Linked DNA regions of Mus musculus: region 2 is linked to region 1. The links are chromatin contacts, called in public HiChIP or PLAC-seq maps. All regions are on one chromosome and are shown on one strand. Each heading gives the region's core, a stretch centred on a gene start, on an enhancer-like site or on the middle of the called end of the contact. The rest is flanking DNA. Distances are from core to core; before and after follow the strand shown. Region 1 holds the start of 4732490B19Rik (RIKEN cDNA 4732490B19 gene). Region 2 overlaps Slc39a11 (solute carrier family 39 (metal ion transporter), member 11).

Region 1 (2,674 bases), core at 78-2,577:
GGGGGGGGGGGGGGGGGGGGGCGTGGGGGGGTGATTCACGCCTTCTTTATTTTACAGATGAACTAAATAAAATATGGCCATGCCTAAGGAGGCCCTACCCAGATGATGAAAGAAGCTCTATAATGCAAATATTACTAAAGATGACAGCTGGGTCAGTCACCTCAGGTGCCCTCCTTTCTCCTTAAGTTCATTTTTTTTTTCCAGCTCCAGGGCGCAGCTCAGATGTATGAGTGGTGTAATCGAACAGTGCAAGGGCGGGAAGGGGCGGGGCGGAATGCCAAGGCCTCAATCCTAACCCCTCCCACTCGCCAGGGAGGCGGCACCTACTGAACCTCTCCTTGGAACACCGGAATACCAAGGGTTTGTTTTTCTGGAGGTCCCGAAACCGGAAACCAGACACCTCACTTACCTCATCCAAAACCAAAAGCTCTCTCTCCTCCACCAAGGATGTGGAAGGACTTGAAGAGAACTGAGGACCGAGGGCAGAGTAGCTGAACGGAAGCTAATGGTGGACAACGTGCATAAGCCAAGCCTGTCTGCCCACCCCACCTATACCCTCCCTCCCCACAAACCAGGACCCTGGCTTCGAGAGGTAGAGAAACCCAACGTCATTCATGTGGGCAGGAAGCGGAAGCAGCCTTTACCTCTGGTGGCGACAGACAAGGGAGAAGCGTGCAGATTTCATCTGCCTCCTCAGTGGTCAAGCCCCACAGGCTGGAGAGGTGACTCTCTGCCAATGAAGGTCCAGGAGAGAAGAAGGAAGAAGAGGCCAGATGCAAGGTCTCGGTCAATCCTTAGTGAAGAGAGTCTGGCTTCCCTTAGGGAAAATGGGACCTTAGCCTGGTGCACAAATCTACAAAGGGGACATAAGTCTGTCACAGTTGGTAGACATTAAACGAACTGCCACATCTCCGTTCATTCATTTACCTACCCACTCGCTCCTTCACTCACTCCAAGCCCGGAGCTGGGAGAAGCAATATAAATAGGACCTTTAGCCTAGAAACAAAAGGCACGTTCTTGGGGAATTCGTGTATGCGGCAGAGTAAATGACTCACCCGAGGTCAGAGAGGGAGGCAGCAGCAGCCTGGAAGTGCTAGCGTAGCCCAGCTGATAGTAGGGTTGCTCTGCCACCCCGGTTCTGGTTCTCTAGAGGTAGGAAATGGTGGCATTTGGTTCAACCCGACAGTCCTGAGCTAAGCCGGCATGCTGGAGTCTGCGAGTATGGCACCACTGCAGGTCTCCCTGGAGTGAGGGATCAGCCTCTGGCCTTTTGGCAGAGGTCAGCAGCTCTGTAGATGCCCCATAGAAACAATGAGCCCCAGGTTGTTGATATACTTCCTGCCCAGCCTTGGGCTCCATGCCCAGCGCTGACGATAACTCTCTCCAAATCCATCAACAGGTAAAGTCCTGATGCCAGGAAGCTGTACACCGAGATCTTCATGATAATCTGTCTCATAATGGGTGAAGCCTTCAGTTTAAAGACATTGGTCTGGTTACCTAAGAATAGGATAAGGGAGGGGGATATCAAAGACCATCCTCCCCCTTAGCTCACAGACCCACTGCTTGAGCTGCCCTCCCCCATCTGGCTGGCAGGATCCTGGACAGGAAGCTGCCGGGGGAGGAACACAGAGTATCAAGGGGATTGGGACATGCCAGAGCTTGGCAGACACTTATTTTCCTTTCCTGGAAGCTAAGGATAAGATGCATCCAATGATTTCAGCAGGCATGGAAGCCAGGGCACCTACTGCAGTAATGCTAGCCAGCCTCCTTAAGTAGCCATGGTAAGAATATATCATCCAACAGTGGATTTAAATAGAAATGATGATTGTGTCATTTTCAGTTGAGTTGTTGCTCCTGGGAAGACAAGAGTCCAGCCATGAGCATGCCAGGAATAGAGCTATATTCCAAGACAAGACATTCTTCAGGCGAATCCCACCTCAGCAGAGGTGAGTGTAGACGCCATGGGATTGATGGGCTGCCACAGAACTTAAGGGACTCGGGGGCTCAGCTCTTGCCAAGAAGCACTGAATGTCAACGTGTTGCAGAGATGCTCACACACCCGAGTTGACTGCAGAGTCCTTCACAACAGCTGAGTTGCAGGAACAACACAGATGTCAAGTGACAGAGCAACGGCCAAGAAGAACGAAGGACATCTACACAATGAAATTCTTGTGCAGCCACGAAGAATGGAGATATGTCATTTGCAGGAAAATGGCTACAACTGGAGAGAATATTTTAAGCGGATTAAGTCGGTCTCAGCAAGACAATTGCACATGGTCTCATTTGTAGATCTTAGACATTATATACACATAAAATCAGATATATATATAGATAGATAAATAGTTAGATAGATAGATAGATAGATAGATAGATAGATAGATAGATGGATGTCATGAAAATAGAAGCTGGTCTGTCTAGGAAGTAAGGGGGACTCATGGGAAGGGTAATGAATGGAGTGTATGCTCAAAAGGCTACTTACATGAAAGAGGCCCTATGCAATCTGTATAATACAGTCAAGACCAACTATGACAAGCTACAAGCTAGTGGGTATAGCCTGTCCATCTTCTCCAAGCCCCACAGAACTGGGAAGCAGATAGAGTCTGCATGAGGTACATAAAGATGCATGCAAGGACAGAGGAGGAGAGAAACAAAAACTAAAAAGGAGTATTTCTTT
Region 2 (2,674 bases), core at 128-2,627, 130 kb after region 1:
CGCCCCGCAGCATGCTGAGCTCCAGTGTGTCACTCTATAGCACCAGGGTAACTAGACCCTTTCACAAGAACCTGCCACCTGCTGCCTCTCTGCCTGTGGATACTGCAGCCAGCTTTTGTTTTGTTAAACCCGGCATTCATTTCTTCTTCCCAGAGAAAACCCTGTGCTTCCAAGGAGGTCCCTCAGACTCGGGAGGGCCCTGTGTCCTTCTGTTCCGCTGTGTTGGGAACTAAAATCGGGTGAGACGTGGTCCTTGTCATGAAGGTTCTCCTGATGGGATGTGGCTCTCGAGTTGGATGGAAAGGGATGTGTAGGAGCTGACTAGGGGAGGAGAAGGGCTCTTCAAAGAGCTGCCACTCAGAGATGAGCATCATCAGAAGGTATGGCTTCTCGATTGAAGGGGAGAAGCTCAGTTGGACCACACACAGCCTGGGGCTGGAACAGAGTGTCAGGAGGACGGTGCAGCGGGCTGAATGGGTGGTCTCCTCTCCACATTCACACCCTGGAATTCTAAGCCCCACCGTGAAGCTATCAAGAGGTGGGTCTAAGGGGTGATTTGATTGGAGCATGGGGCTCTCAGGAATGAGTTTAGCACCTTCCTAAAAGTGGCCTAAGGGAACCCAACAGTCCCTCCCGTCCTGTGAAGACACAGCAAAAATGTCAGGCATGAACCAGACATTGAATCTGCTGCCTCCCGTGTCTTGGTCACCTGGGCCTCCGGAGCCGCGAGGAGTCGTGTCTGTTTTTCCTGAGGCGTGGAATGTAATGGTGTTTGCTATAATATGCTAAGTGGATGAAGACAGCCAAGGAGGGAGCACAGTCAGGGCTGTGTGGGAAGGCCTTCTACTAAGCCAGCCCAGGCTGCCTCTCCCCATGTCACTGGCCAGGTCCTTCCTGCGGTGTGCCAAGTTCAAGAGCTGACTACTTCCCCCAGGGAAGCATTCGGGGGCTCTTAGCAACGCGTCCCAACCACAGACCTCTTCTCCACTCCTTTACTTCCTTTATTAAGTACTTCCTGCTTCCCCTGAGACCAGCGTTGGTTTCCTAAGCTGGAAGAGGGGAGGAGTGATTTATTACCCTTCTCTCCTGCTCCTCCTGCCAATCAACAGCCAAGTTCTGCCTACTCTCTGTTGCCTCTGCCCTATCAGATAACTCATGTTATGGATCCAATGCCAAATGCCTCTCTCAGGCTCCTGTGCTCTCACATATGAACACGCCCACCCCCACCCCACCCCCCATCCCCAGCTCAGGGAGCTGATTTGGGAGGCTTTGAAATCTTTAGGAGGTAGAATTTCACTGGAGGAAGTGGGTCACTGGTGGAGGGTGGGGACGGGACTTTGGGGTTTATAGTCCAGCCTCACTTCCTGTCTTGTCTGTCTTGTCTCTGCTTCCTGATCTGTCCAGATGTGAGCAAGCAGCCCCGTGCTCACCCTCGCCCCCTTCCCTGCCCTGCCCTTTAAAGCTGAGAGCTGGTTAAACTTTCAAGTCGCTGCTTGTCAGGTACTTGGCTGTGTGCATCCTAGTAACATCGGCATATGGGAGACTGGGTCCCGCTTCAGCCGTTCTGCCTCCCTTTCCCGGGAATGGAGTTTTAGCGGGACAAGGACTGTTAAAGAAAAGCTCCCACCCTGCCTCCCTTGCAGCTAGAATGAAGCCCTTAGACTCACGGGCCACAAACACTCTTCTGTCTTACAAAAGCCACTATGTGTCACAGGACCATTTAACATGCACCCCAAGAAACACAAGTTCCTGAGTTAGAGAAATGGCTCAGACAACAAAGCACATGGATCCAATCCCTCGGAACCCACGCTTTAAAAGTCTAGATGCAGTAGAACATATCTATAACCCCAGTATTTGGGAGGAGATGCCCAGAAGATCCCTAGAGCTAGCCAATCAGCAAGCTCCAGGCTCCCGAGAGTCTGCTCCAAACAAGATGGACCACCAGCAGCCGAAGAGTGACAGCCAAGGTCCCCACGGCCAACATGTACCTCCACCCTCACACACACACTTATGCATATATACCACCCCTATAAGCACATGGACATGAGCAGGGACCATGGGGTATAATCTTGTAGATGGAAAAATAGGAGGCAGGGGCTGGGAGCCAGAATCTGATGGAAGCGTCACCCTACCCTATGCATAAGCATATGGAGAGCCTCAACAAAGACTGGGAATGCATCAGAAGAGCCCATGGAACGTTCTATTCTTAGCTAACACTGTAACTGCAGATGCCTTCGATCCTGGCACTTCCATGCAATCGCCCCACAGCCCATGCCAATGGAATTTTACATTTATCTTCTTATCTTACTGTAAATATAATCCGATTTCCAAGGCAAATGTGCTATATGCCCTCCTACACATGTCTTATTTTAGACCTCACATCCTGTCTTTCCATCAAGATAGAGAAGCTGCTCTAGATACCAGGATGAGGCCCCTCAACATGCCCCCCAACGTTCAACTGCTTCCAAGCGGTAGAAAATTCAGGATGGGATCTGAGGTGCTTTGCATGACTAGAAGGCACCCAGGACATTCCTCGATGGCCAGGAGTTTACACAGTGATTTCTACATCTGTCACGGACCCCTTCTTCCCACAAAGGGAGGAGATGAGATACGTATCCAGATGGGAGGTGAAGATGCTAGGGAAAGTGACCTGCGGGTGTATGACAGGGGTCCC

Evidence for each region. HiChIP or PLAC-seq counts read pairs in DNA pulled down with a chosen protein or histone mark.
Region 2: an H3K27ac HiChIP or PLAC-seq map of regulatory T cells shows a contact between it and region 1, with 4 times the contacts expected there. The contact joins the enhancer-like site here to the promoter of 4732490B19Rik in region 1. A contact is called at or near these places in 3 of 39 promoter capture datasets (3T3-L1-derived adipocytes, liver and stem cell-derived epiblast-like cells), 1 of 484 Hi-C or Micro-C datasets (cerebral cortex) and 1 of 115 datasets of contacts at active chromatin or transcription factors (regulatory T cells).

What each region holds. Positions count from the first base shown.
Region 1 is chr11:113,208,342-113,211,015 of GRCm38.p6, forward strand. 4732490B19Rik (RIKEN cDNA 4732490B19 gene) reads right to left here and starts at 1,328. Exons shown (of 4, transcript NR_040276.1): 1 at 1,056-1,328; 2 at 645-853.
Region 2 is chr11:113,333,689-113,336,362 of GRCm38.p6, forward strand. The region is part of intron 6 of Slc39a11 (solute carrier family 39 (metal ion transporter), member 11); the gene reads right to left. Among named protein-coding and RNA genes, the nearest start is that of Gm51926, 5.7 kb to the right of the region's middle. Within about 2 kb of position 1,378, at least 42 of the 459 cell types and tissues checked have an H3K27ac peak or open chromatin away from gene starts, as enhancers often do. A contact at or near this core is called in cerebral cortex and regulatory T cells, where this site is marked.